4 separate regions of the Sus scrofa genome follow, and all the other regions are linked to region 4. The links are chromatin contacts, called in public Hi-C maps. All regions are on one chromosome and are shown on one strand. The core of a region is the stretch at or near the end of the contact, and the rest is flanking DNA. Distances in the headings are between cores, read along the strand shown. Region 1 has its middle 53 kb from the start of COPS8. Region 2 has its middle 23 kb from the start of ACKR3. Region 3 has its middle 70 kb from the start of ACKR3. Region 4 has its middle 200 kb from the start of ACKR3.

Region 1 (2,935 bases), core at 108-2,607, 210 kb after region 4:
CCTTAACCCACTGAACGAGGCCAGGGATTGAACCTGCAACTTCATGGCTCCTAGTCGGATTCATTTCTGCTGCGCCATGACAGGAATTCCAGTCTGTATCTATTAACCCCAATCTCCCAGTCCATCCTACTCCCCCCGTCCCCTTGGCAACCACAGGTCTCTTCTCCAAGTCCATGATTTTCTTTTCTGTGGAAAGGTTCATTTGTACCATATATTAGATTCCAGATATAAGTGCTATCATATAGTATTTGTTTTCTCTTTCTGACTTACTTTACTCTGTATGAGAGTCTCTAGTTCCATCCATGTTGCTGCAAATGGCATTATTTTGTTCTTTTTTATGGCTGAGTAGTATTCCATTGTGTATATATACACCACATCTTCCTAATCCAATCATCTGTCGATAGACATTTGGGTTGTTTCCATGTCTTGGCTATTGTGACTAGTGCTGCAATGAACATGTGGATGCATGTGTCTTTTTTAAGTAGAGTTTTGTCTGGACAGATGCCCAAGAGTGGGATTGCTGGGTCATATGGAAGTTCTATGCATAGTTTTCTAAGGTACCTCCATTCTGTTCTCCGTAGTGGCTGTACCAGTTTACATTCCCACCAGCAGTACAGGAGGGTTCCCTTTTCTCCACAACCCCTCCAGTGCTTGTTATTTATGGGCTTATTAATGATGGCCATTCTGACTGGTGTGAGGTGGTATCTCAAGGTAGTTTTGATTTGCATTTCTCTACTAATCAGTGATGTTGAGCATTTTTTCATGTGTTTGTTGGCCATCTGTACATCTTCCTTGGAGAAATGTCTATTCAGGTCTTTGGCCCATTTTGGCTTTTTTGCTGCTGAGTTGTATAAGTTGTTTGTATATTCTAGAGATTAAGGCCTTGTCAGTTGCATCATTTGAAACTATTTTCTCCCATTCTGTAAGTTGTCTTTTTGGTTTCTTTTGCTGTGCAAAAGCTTGTCAGTTTGATTAGGTCCCATTAATTTATTTTTGTTCTTATTTCTGTTGCCTCGGGGGACTGACCTGAGAAAACATTTGTAAGCTTGATGTCAAAGAATGTTTTGCCTATGTTCTCTTCCAGGAGTTTGATGGTGTCTCGTCTTATATTTAAGTCTTTAAGCCGTTTTGAGTTTATTTTGTGCATGGTGTGAGGGTCAGCACCCACTTTCTGAGGACACCCAGGAAGCCCTGAGAAATGAGGACCCACAGTCACCAGACAGGGCAGCTGGATCCACCTGGTGGCCAGTGGGTGACATGCAGGAAGTCCCTTCCAGCTTCATGACCTAGGATGGGCTGAAGCAAAGCTGTCGCCAGCAGTCAGTATTAGTGACTACAAGGGCACACTCAGCTGGGGTGAACTTGATCTTTCCTAAGTCCTTTCGGCATCCTGTGCCTGCTCTGTCCTCAGCTCTTCACAGGTGGGGACGTGGAGGCCCACGGGAGGTCTGGCGGACTGGCCCTAGACACAGAACTGTTGATGGCAGGTGCAGTAAAGACAGAGCTGTCTCCTCACATGAAAGGTGAAATTACTAAAATGACTCAGCACAGAAGCAGCAACCTTGACCACTTTATGATGCAAGGGCCTCAGGCAGGACCATGATGCTGCCGCCCAGAGACACAGGAGAACTGAGCAGGATTCAGGTTCAGGTCTAGAGAGAGCAGGAACCAGAAATGGGTCACAGACAGAAACCTGGGAGGGGGCCTCGGCAGATGCAACGTTCCAGATGCCTCCAAAGATACACACGCTTGTCAATCCAGTGAGAGCGTGGAGTCTCCCTCTGGAAACAGGCACACGCGTGGAAACTTCTGGAGTCTCTGATGCCCTGAAGTGCTCCCTGGACCTCAAACTACCCAGCCCTGAAGATCTGGTTTCTCTGAACGAACTCAGGAATAAGTGAGGTAAGCAGTGACTCTGCTGTAGGCACGCCCACACCTTTTCTTCCTGCTCTTCGAAGCTACTTTCAGGAAGTAACATCCATCACCCCACCTCCCCACCCCAAGCCCCTCCTACCCTGGAGGAAGTCCTCCCTCTCCTGCAGAGTCCAGGGGTCCATCATCTGCATGCCAGCCCTCCTTCCCTTCGAGGGCGTTAGTCCTGACACCGTATCATCACTCCAGCTCGATCCCTGGTTCTGTTTACCTGGGCCTGGGACCTAGGAAACTGTGAGTCCCTGCACACTGGCAGGGACCCGCCTGGCTCCCAGGCCTCCCTCCGGTAGCCAGGGGCTGGCAGCGAGAACCCTGGTAATACCGGGTGGAAGGTGGGAGCCGAGATGGCTCAGGCGCCGATTTTGACTGCTTTGTAATTCTCCACGTGACCAAAAGGCAATTTCTGCTTCAGAACTCAGAGCGAAAGCGATCTTACAAAGGCCTGTTCAGATGACTCAGCATGCAGGGTCTGGTCTAATGAGTCCTTTTGTGAAGTGACTCTGGAATGCGAGGCCCCCTAACCCTCCAGAACTGCACACAAACTCTTGCTTGTTTTGAAAACCAACTGTATTTGCTTCTCATGGCCAAAGTTTTATGGTGACTTTCACAAAAAGTGATTTAATTCCATTGGACCCAGGCCACAGGTCTAAACTGCCTTGTTTAAGGTAATGCCTCCTACCTGAGAGGGAAGAGGGAAGATGAAGATGGGGGAGAATGAGGAGTGCCCACTGTGGCTCAGCGGTAATGAAGCCGAATAGGATCCATGAAGATGCAGGTTCAATCCCTGGCCTTGTTCAGTGGGTTAAGGATCCAGTGTTGCTGTGAGCTGTGGTGTAGGTCACAGATGTGGCCTGTGCCTGTGGCATAGGCTGGCAGCTACACTCCACTTCAACCCCTAGCCTCGGAACTTCCATATGCTGTGGGTGCAGCAGCCCTAAGGGAAAAAAAAAAAAAAGATGGGGGAGAAGGAGACCTCGAAAGGCTCTGAGAAAACTTGACAGGG
Region 2 (2,929 bases), core at 29-2,528, 180 kb before region 4:
CTCAAATTTCTTAGGCTTTTTGGAATTTATGGAAAAAATAGGCTTGTTTGTTACTGATCTCTCCCTCTGCAGGCCCTCTGATTTCTTTACAGTTTGGGAAACGGAAAGTAAATGATGAGTGAGTAATAAGAGTGAATGCGTTTTGATACACATGTGTATACCATAGGCACGTGGGTATTTCTATTTCTTTTTACTTGTCCTCGTAGTAAGGTTTGGGGAACACGTGCCAGATATTCCTTGTTATAATGTATGATTCTGAAATGCAAAACCTTCCCTGCTCACATTTCTTCTGATTGGACCCTGACTGAGACGGGGTGCTCTGGGCTGAGTCACCGCAGTCCACCTGCAGTGTCACACGGGAAGTTCAAGTTCAAGCTGTCTTTGGGGTTTGTCTTCCCTCACCATCTGTAGCCACCCCCATCAGGGCCGTCACCTCAATTCAAACATTTTCTGGGTTCCGTCTGTCGCCTGGTCCCTTACTTGATCTCTGTCCATCCAGCTCACACTTCACACAAATGTCAGAGTCCTTCTTCCAAATGTCCTGCACCTCCAGGGACCCCTGCTCCCCAGCTTCTGGACCTCCTGGGCCAGGGAATGGGCCCAGAGGGAGGGTGGGCGGAGGGGAGGACAGGCTGTCCCTTCCTCCCTCACTCTGCTCTGGTCAGTGTCTCCAACCTCGGCTACATCATCTCTGCGATCCTGATTCCCCTGGAGGTGCCCGGTCACAGCCCCTCCTCCCAGGGAGCCTTGGCCTTGGCTCGAGGAACCCACCTCCACCCCGTCCCCCTCCTCAGACCACCATGCCAATCTCCGGGCGGCCTCCAGTTCCTCTAATGGCTCTTCAGCACCTTTGGTGACATTTACCAAGACCCATGTACCACCTTTTCTCTACTCAACCCAAGGCCAGGGGCTCCTTGTTCCTGGCCGGACTGTGAACCAAGGAGTCCTTTCCTTGAACTTGACAAAGTCTCCCACCAAGGACATTCGATTCCCACCCATCACTCCCACGCCCTTGCACTTGATAGTTTTCTTTTCTGCATTTTAGTAAATGCCAATACTTGTCACTTGCATGGGTGGAACTCTGCCGTATGTCTGATGCTGCCCAGGGAGACTCCTGAGACCAAAATAGCTCCTCTCTAGCGCTCCGGGGTTAACCTCCTGCCCGATGGTGACCGGAGGACATGGTATTCACAGAAGGTACCAGTTCTGTAGGGCGGCCACTGGCAAGCAGGCTGGAGAAGGAAACACAGCCCAGAGGCTAAGGAGGGTGGGTGACTCACGGGTGTGGAATTCCATCGGTCAGGCCACAGTGGTCAGTGAGTAATTAGGTGTGGTCACTGGTAGCCTGCCTGGAGGGTGACTTAATCAATCTGTCATTTCTGGGCTGCTCAGGCTCAGTTATGGTGGGGACACTGCCCATTTATCTTCCCGGTTTGAGTCCCTGTTGGGTGAAACAAATCATGAGGAGGTCAGCCTCGTCATCGCCCTTTTTGGGACCAAACCCCAAGGCCCCAGGCTCTTGGCTGGCAGATTACAGACTCTGCCTCTCAGAGGCCAGGCTCTGGGGTTCAGGCCAGCACTTGTTTTGCCGAGAAGAAAGAGACACAACCAGGGCAAGTGTCTTGGTTGAGGTTTGAAGGCTTGTCCTTGGGGAAGCGGATTGCAGCCCAGTTAAGGGGCAGGCAGCGTTGGCTGGCTCTGCCGACACAGGATCTAGCATGAGCGTGGGGGTGTGAAGGGAAGGCTAGCACTCAGTGTCCCAGCAGCCTCTCTCCAGGGGTGCCCAGCCCAGCCAGAGCCCCTATGCTCCCTGAGAAAAGGGGGTTCTGTAGTCACACAGGCTTGGGAAGAGCCACCTTGCAAGGTGGGAAGGGCACCTGCATCCTGGCATATCCAAAGCTTGGGCCCTGGAGCTGGTTTCACCTGCAGGTCTCACATGCAACGCAGCAGGGTTTCTAGCCCTGCAACAAGGAGACTCCCTGGGAAGATCTGAAACAAAAACAACTCCTGGGGTCCACCCATGGGTGCTTTGGTTTAGGAATTCCAGGGTGGACCCCACCCTCCACACTTCTTAACACCTCCCAGGTCCTTCTGATGACCAGCAGGTTATACGACCAGAGAAGCATTTTAGTGGCTTCAGAGCCCATCCAATTTTTCTTTGTCTCATTTTAAGTCTCAGCATCCCCGAGGCAGAGAGGAGAGGTCAGGGGTGGTGTGAGGCTGTCTAAGACCCAATCTGAGAGTGAACATCTTGCAAAACACTGTCTCAGGAGAGACTCAGATGGAGCACATCATGTCTTTCAAGGGCCAGAGAGAAAGCCCTTGGCTGCTGGGAAAGTAACTTGACCTGAGTGGCTTGCACTGGGATTGTGAGATTGCACCAAAATTAGGAGACGGTGCTGAGACTGAACCGCTAAGTCAGTCACTCTCCCTTTGGGAAGCAGGGGGAGAAGACCGTCTCCTCCAGAAATGTTTACGCATCCCCGGCTCGCACAATAGCCAGGCAAGGGCTTCCAGGGCATCTCTACCCACCCTGGGAAATGCGTTCCCATCAGCTAGAAAGATCAAGTTGGAGGAGACATCCGAGAAGTGCATGGACCCCTTTAGAACCACTTCAGAAGGAGCCTGAGGTCACGGATTAGGGCCAATCCATGTGTACCTCTAGTAATGGCGGGGGTGGGGTGGGCAGAGGAAATTAGACCTCTACCCACGTCCCCTAAGGTGAAAGTGATCAGCCAGAGGAAGTGTGTGGGGCCAGTGGGCTTGGCCACCTCAAATCTCACGCTGAAACCATCCTGCATGAGACAAAGGATCTGCAAAAACAGGGCTGTCCTACTCTCATGGAACTGAGTCTCACCTAGTGGATGATTACAGTAGAACAGGAGCAATAGCACCTGGCTGGGTGGGCTTCGTGAGGAGTGGGCAACGG
Region 3 (2,700 bases), core at 7-2,506, 130 kb before region 4:
GTGTGATTGAGGACCTGAGCGTGAGGATGGCAAAGCGAAGGCCACGGTTGAATTTCAGTTTCTGTTCTTTTGTACAATCACAGCACAGTGAGTGCCTTGCGGATGACGTGCTGCTCAGGGCTGGGCTTCCCCCCGCTGGAGGCTCATCCCCACTCGTGTGTGGGGGCGACAGGTGACTAGGAGGAGGGGTCTCAACTGCTGCCGTTTTCATGCGTGTGGCCATTCACGTCTGACTTAGGGAGGCAGAGAGGTCATTTCCCTGGCCTGGGTCCCGTGGCTGCAATCCATCCATTTCCCCTGTACTCAGGGCAAGTGACAAACCTCGGATTCACTTGTGGGACATCAAAACACTGAAAATCAAAACCAGGCACACAGACGGCCGTGCCCACTCCTGGAGGCTCTCCTTCCGCAGGTCTGGGTGTGACCCGAACCCACGTACTTTGTAGAAATATCACGGAGCCGTCTGACGCCTGCGTCGTTTGGAGAATCGCTGGGCCAGAGTGACGTCCCTCAGAGCTCTTCCCAGAGGAGGGGGTGGTTAAGGGGCTTCCCAAACCTTGCTGAGGTTCAGAAAAACAAGGCTGCAGAAATGGACCCAAACCCAAAGCGTGGGTCACGCGCATTCTTCCTGAGTGAGGCTGAGTCACCGCGGAGCTTCTGTTCTTTCCACTTCCATCTGGTCCTTCCAGATGTGGCTGCTCCTCCACCCCAGGGAAGGAATGTTTTCATGCTCGCTGGCCAGCCCCGGGCCTTCCAAAGGGTCATTCGAACCTGAGTGGAGCAGGGAAGGAAAAATAGCCGGTGGAATGACAAATGGGTTTGATTTCAAAGACGTCTGTTTTCAGACGGAGGAAGGGCGGGCTGAGCCCTGACAGCTCCAGCCACTCGGATTTCACAATCAGCCTCCGGGTTTGCGCAAATTGTGCCCTTTCCGAGAAAAAGCCGAAAACCCGACCTAGCAACGTGCTTTTTTGTGTGTTAAACACAAAGCTGATTCTGTTCAAAACATGAGCGTAAACAGCCTTGGAAGTGTCACAGGCTGCGTTTCCTAAGAATTTCTTCTGGATTTTAGACCTGTTTCTTCCATGGTTCCATGCGAGTAAAATTCTGCAGCCCAAACAGTCAACACCCTCAGATCACATTAATTAAGTAGCCAGTTGTTCCCCTGCCCAGCTTCTCAAGCAAACACCCAACAGTGTCTCTCTGGGCCCTTCTTTGGGGAGCCCAGGTCAAGCAAGGTCATTTGGAGAGGACTTGATACGAGCCTGGGGTCCTGTGTCCTGAGGCTCCTGTCCCCCTCTGGGCATTGCTGGCTCCCGAGGCCCTGGAAGGCATATTTCCGGCCACTTGGTCTCTTGAATGACATCGCCCAGCCCACTGGGTCCCTCCAGGCACCATCTTTCATTCTCACTCACCTCCCAAGAAAACCTATAGCCTCTCTTTGCCTCCCCGAGAACGTGGAGCAAAAGGCTTCCCTAACACGGTGACAAGCAGGTGTGGTGGGTTGAACAGGGGGCATCCAAAAAGGTAGGTCCACACCACCCCAGAATCCCCGGGACCTTGGAATATTCATATAATTAAAATAAATACTAATTTACATGTTGACAACAGGTCTTCATAGGTGTCATTAAGTAAGGGATTCAGAGGTGACGAAACCCTTTTAGATGTCCCTTTGACCCTAACTCCAGTGACGAGAGTCCTTGTGAGAGCACAGAAGGGAGACTCAGAGGGGGAGGCAGAGGGTGGAGGGATGTGGCCGCAAGCCAAGGGACACTGGAGGCCACCAGAGGGCGGAGGAGGCAGGGAAGGATCCCCCCACCCCCACCCCGCCAGGGCTCTTGTATGTGGCCTTTGATTTGATTTGAATGCCTTGATTCAGGGCTCTGTCCTCCAAGACTATGGGTTTCTGTGGTTTAAAGCCACCCAGTTTGTGGTCATTTGTTAAGGCAGGCACAAGAAACTAAGACACACACACACACACACACACACACACACACACACACACACAGAGCCTAGGGAAGGAGCAACAAACACAGTGGCAGGACTCAATGGAAGCCTGAGGGCAGCTGAAGAGCAGCTGAGACTTGGGGCAGCAGCACCAGTGCAGGGTGCAGGGAGGGTCTCCTCTGAACCTGCACCTCACACGCCCCAGGACCTCGGTGTCTGCCCCGCAGGCGTCCTCCACCCAGTCTCGGTGGTCTCAGGTCATCGACCCGGAACATCCTGCTCTCGGTTCTGTGCACCGACAGACACCTGTTGCTGGAGGGCAGCTCAGCTGCCCTGCCTGAAGTCCACAGCCCCGCTGGCAGCCCCCTTGGTCCTCCCTGCTGTGGGCCCCTCCCGCTGCCCCAGAGGGTGTCACCTTGTGCCACCAGCTCTGCTGGGTTGTTGTGTCCACCTCTCAGGACCCCGGGCTGCCGGAGAGGCCTGGCTCTGGCACAGGGTCATGCGATCACAGTGTCTCCTTGACTGCATGTTCCCGTCACATGGGCGTGGACTGACCCCTTTAATTTTCACTCCTTGAAATACATTCTGTGAGTCCTTTCTTTACTATTTGGATTAAAAATATTGTTTATATTGAAGTAGAGTTGCTTTCCAATATTATGTCCATTGCAGGTGTACAGCAAAGGGATTCAATTTTATGTATAAATTCTTTTTCAGATTCTTTCCCATTATAGCCTATTAAAAGGTATTAAATAT
Region 4 (2,821 bases), core at 145-2,644:
TCTAACATTCTTTTGTTCTTTGGCTGTAACGGTGACCAGACTCCCCTGGCCTTAATTATTACTAAATTGTGGCAAGTTGCATGTTCTCCCCCGTTCGTATTATGTTTCTATCAACACAGAATTTCTATCTAGAACTGAGGCTCTCATTTCAAGGTTCATCTTCGTGAGCATTCTGAGACTATTTTTCTATTCACACTGTAGGAAAATGGTCCCCACAGAAAACACTGGGCGCTCCCGGTTCTGTCTTGGCGGGTGTGTTGTCTTGGCCTGGTTCCCTCTCCCTCCACCCTCTTTCTGTTCTCACAGCATCCACCGTGTGTCTTTGTTCAAATCTGAATCTCCATGCTGGATGGCTCTCAAGCTGCACCTGGATTCGAGGTGGCTTAGGTGGCCACCGACAGCACAGCTCAGCACATGAGAGTGAACCGAACATCCTTCCTTCACCGAAATGTCCTTCTTTTCCACTGATTCACATTTCGGGGGGGGGGGGACACCATCTGCCCCTGGGAACATTGCTAGCCCTGGGCTGCCCTCCAGAGCCCCCATCCACTCACTCAGAAGCAGCCACTTCTGGGAAGTCAGTACTATTTCGAGAAAATTCCTTGCCTCTGTCCCCCCACCCCCATCACCAGTCTCAATTTATGGCCTCTTTCCCAGCAGAGCGTCTGCTTGCTTCTCTGCCTCTGGCTCCTCTCCCTGTCCTGCCTCTTCCATCATAAGCACCACCAGCTTCCTGAGATCCCAGTACACAGCTTTGATTTTATCACGGAACTGAAAATGTCCAGGTGTACTCCCTCCCTTCCGAGAAAGGCCCAAAGCCCTTCATCTGGTTGCCAGTGTCCTGCTCCTCTGGAAATGGAGGAGATCGAGCAGCCCCCTCACCTCCCAGGGCTGGTGTGAGAAGGCACTTCAGCAACGGCAGATATGTAACAAGTCTGACCAGAAATCCCAAAGGCAGCTGAGCTCCCCGACAGGTTCCCGGTCCCACAGCAACTGTGCTGCTCCATCTGATTCCCCTGGAAGATTAAAGAACACCTTCTAGTCCGCGTTCAAACAAACTGGAAAACAAAACCAAAAAGGCAGTGGGCAAAGCAGTGAGATGACCGCAGCTGTATTTTAGCAAATCCAGGGGGTGGTTTGGGAAGTGAGGGACCAGAGTTCTCAGGTGAACAACAAAATCAATTAGTAAGAACCACGGTGGGTGAGCAATCTGCTTGGCCAAGGTTTTGTGCTACTTTCACCCTGTGGAATGATGCTCTTTGAACCTAGACCCCGGGAGTTAATCTCTGCGGAGCAGAAGGACGGATTTTGTCTACTTAGCAAAACAGGAGACTACATTGTTGGACTGCTGGGCTATTTGCTCTGCAAGGAAGAAATGAAGAAAGGCTTTCATAGCTTAACCACGTTTCTTACTTGTCCTCTTTCCAAATGATCAGTTAGAGTATGTCCTGCAAGTGTGTGAACTGTAAGAAAGCCAAGCTCTTCTCGTGCTCCCTAAGTGGTATTGCCTTTATTTGTTCTTGTGTAAAAACAGATGTGAAGTGCACGGGCTGCTGTAGAAAACATGAGGCAGGAGCAATTGTTTATGGATTTGGGGGCAATAACTTTTTTTCATTTCCCATGTCTGTTACATTATTTATTTCATCATTTTCTAGGAGCTCCAGAGCAAACGTTTCCTGGAATCCATGTAGCTTTAGGATTCTGGGTACAAATACGCTTTATTTGCTAAGGAGTAGAGTCATGCAGTGCTCCAAAGCCAATGGTCAGGAGTCAAAATCACTGCCAGTAAGAACAACTCCCCACAGAAACAGAAATACTGTGCACATTCCCTTGTCACTGATGTAATTGATTGTGAAAGTGACATAATTTTTAAAAATATTGGGGAGTTTTTCAATCCATGCCTTAAGCCACATACTTGATGTCCATGAACACTTATTTGGCCATAGGTATCGTTCAGAGCTTTTTTGACCCTGTCGTTCTGAGATCCGGGCTGTCAGAGCCATAATTTCCATGGAGAAGGTTGGCCGCCAGGATCCAGATTTTCCAGAGAATGTCCACCTCACCCAACCATTGACATAGTCACTCAACAAATACGTTCACAACTCTTGATGGTGACAAGTCACTGAAAAAATGGTGATTTTTTTTTTAAGGAACATGTGGTAATTAAGTGTCAAAACAAATGCAACTGCTTGGCAAAAGCTATTGGCACTCCATGCTCTGAAGAAACAGACCACACGCCTGGGAATGACAGAGGACCAGGGGCAAAAATCTCCCTGTGACCCAGCTGAGAGTGTGGGGGAGATTAGCTCTCACTTGTGGGTGTTAGCAGTGCACCTCTTCGCCTGGGGATCATAGAATGTGTTTCTTCATAAGACGGAGTTAATATGGCTGGAAGGAGTTCTGGGCACCACTCTTGGAGCCTGTGGCCCTTTTTCTGTCACCTACAGTGAGAAATGGACATAGCAGCTAACATTTTAATTCAGTGTTTGTTAGCAGAGTTTGATCAGCTAGAGCCTCAGGTCTTGGGTGGATGGGAAGGAAGAAGGTGCCAGGGTCTCCCTCTCAAAGAACAGGCAGCCCCGAGTAGGCAAACACATCACCTCTGGGACTAATGCCAAGTATCCTTGAGCCATTTGGAAACCAGTTTAGTCAGATGTCTCCAGTGCCCCTGCTGCCTGTTGTCTGTTCTTCTCTGATGCTGCCTGGACCGTTTTGGGCCTTTGTGGGTAATGGGGCCCCTGGGTTAGCACCCTGGGGTCTGGCTGCTCCTGGCTTTCTCTGCTAACAGCTCCATGCAGCAGATTTCTGATGTTGGGGAGCC

The links. Hi-C and Micro-C count contacts between places; a contact is called where the count stands out from the background.
Region 1: a Hi-C map of retroperitoneal adipose tissue shows a contact between it and region 4, with 4 times the contacts expected there. The contact joins two enhancer-like sites. A contact is called at or near these places in 2 of 47 Hi-C or Micro-C datasets (embryonic fibroblasts and retroperitoneal adipose tissue).
Region 2: a Hi-C map of retroperitoneal adipose tissue shows a contact between it and region 4, with 1.5 times the contacts expected there. The contact joins two enhancer-like sites. A contact is called at or near these places in 2 of 47 Hi-C or Micro-C datasets (retroperitoneal adipose tissue and skeletal muscle) and 1 of 2 datasets of contacts at active chromatin or transcription factors (skeletal muscle).
Region 3: a Hi-C map of retroperitoneal adipose tissue shows a contact between it and region 4, with 1.8 times the contacts expected there. The contact joins two enhancer-like sites. A contact is called at or near these places in 2 of 47 Hi-C or Micro-C datasets (liver and retroperitoneal adipose tissue) and 1 of 2 datasets of contacts at active chromatin or transcription factors (skeletal muscle).

What each region holds. Positions count from the first base shown.
Region 1 is chr15:136,774,249-136,777,183 of Sscrofa11.1, forward strand. No RefSeq gene overlaps it. Among named protein-coding and RNA genes, the nearest start is that of COPS8, 53 kb to the right of the region's middle. Within about 2 kb of position 1,358, at least 4 of the 83 cell types and tissues checked have an H3K27ac peak or open chromatin away from gene starts, as enhancers often do. A contact at or near this core is called in retroperitoneal adipose tissue, where this site is marked.
Region 2 is chr15:136,391,688-136,394,616 of Sscrofa11.1, forward strand. No RefSeq gene overlaps it. Among named protein-coding and RNA genes, the nearest start is that of ACKR3, 23 kb to the left of the region's middle. Within about 2 kb of position 1,279, at least 27 of the 83 cell types and tissues checked have an H3K27ac peak or open chromatin away from gene starts, as enhancers often do. A contact at or near this core is called in retroperitoneal adipose tissue, where this site is marked.
Region 3 is chr15:136,438,810-136,441,509 of Sscrofa11.1, forward strand. No RefSeq gene overlaps it. Among named protein-coding and RNA genes, the nearest start is that of ACKR3, 70 kb to the left of the region's middle. Within about 2 kb of position 1,257, at least 19 of the 83 cell types and tissues checked have an H3K27ac peak or open chromatin away from gene starts, as enhancers often do. A contact at or near this core is called in retroperitoneal adipose tissue, where this site is marked.
Region 4 is chr15:136,567,502-136,570,322 of Sscrofa11.1, forward strand. No RefSeq gene overlaps it. Among named protein-coding and RNA genes, the nearest start is that of ACKR3, 200 kb to the left of the region's middle. Within about 2 kb of position 1,395, at least 13 of the 83 cell types and tissues checked have an H3K27ac peak or open chromatin away from gene starts, as enhancers often do. A contact at or near this core is called in retroperitoneal adipose tissue, where this site is marked.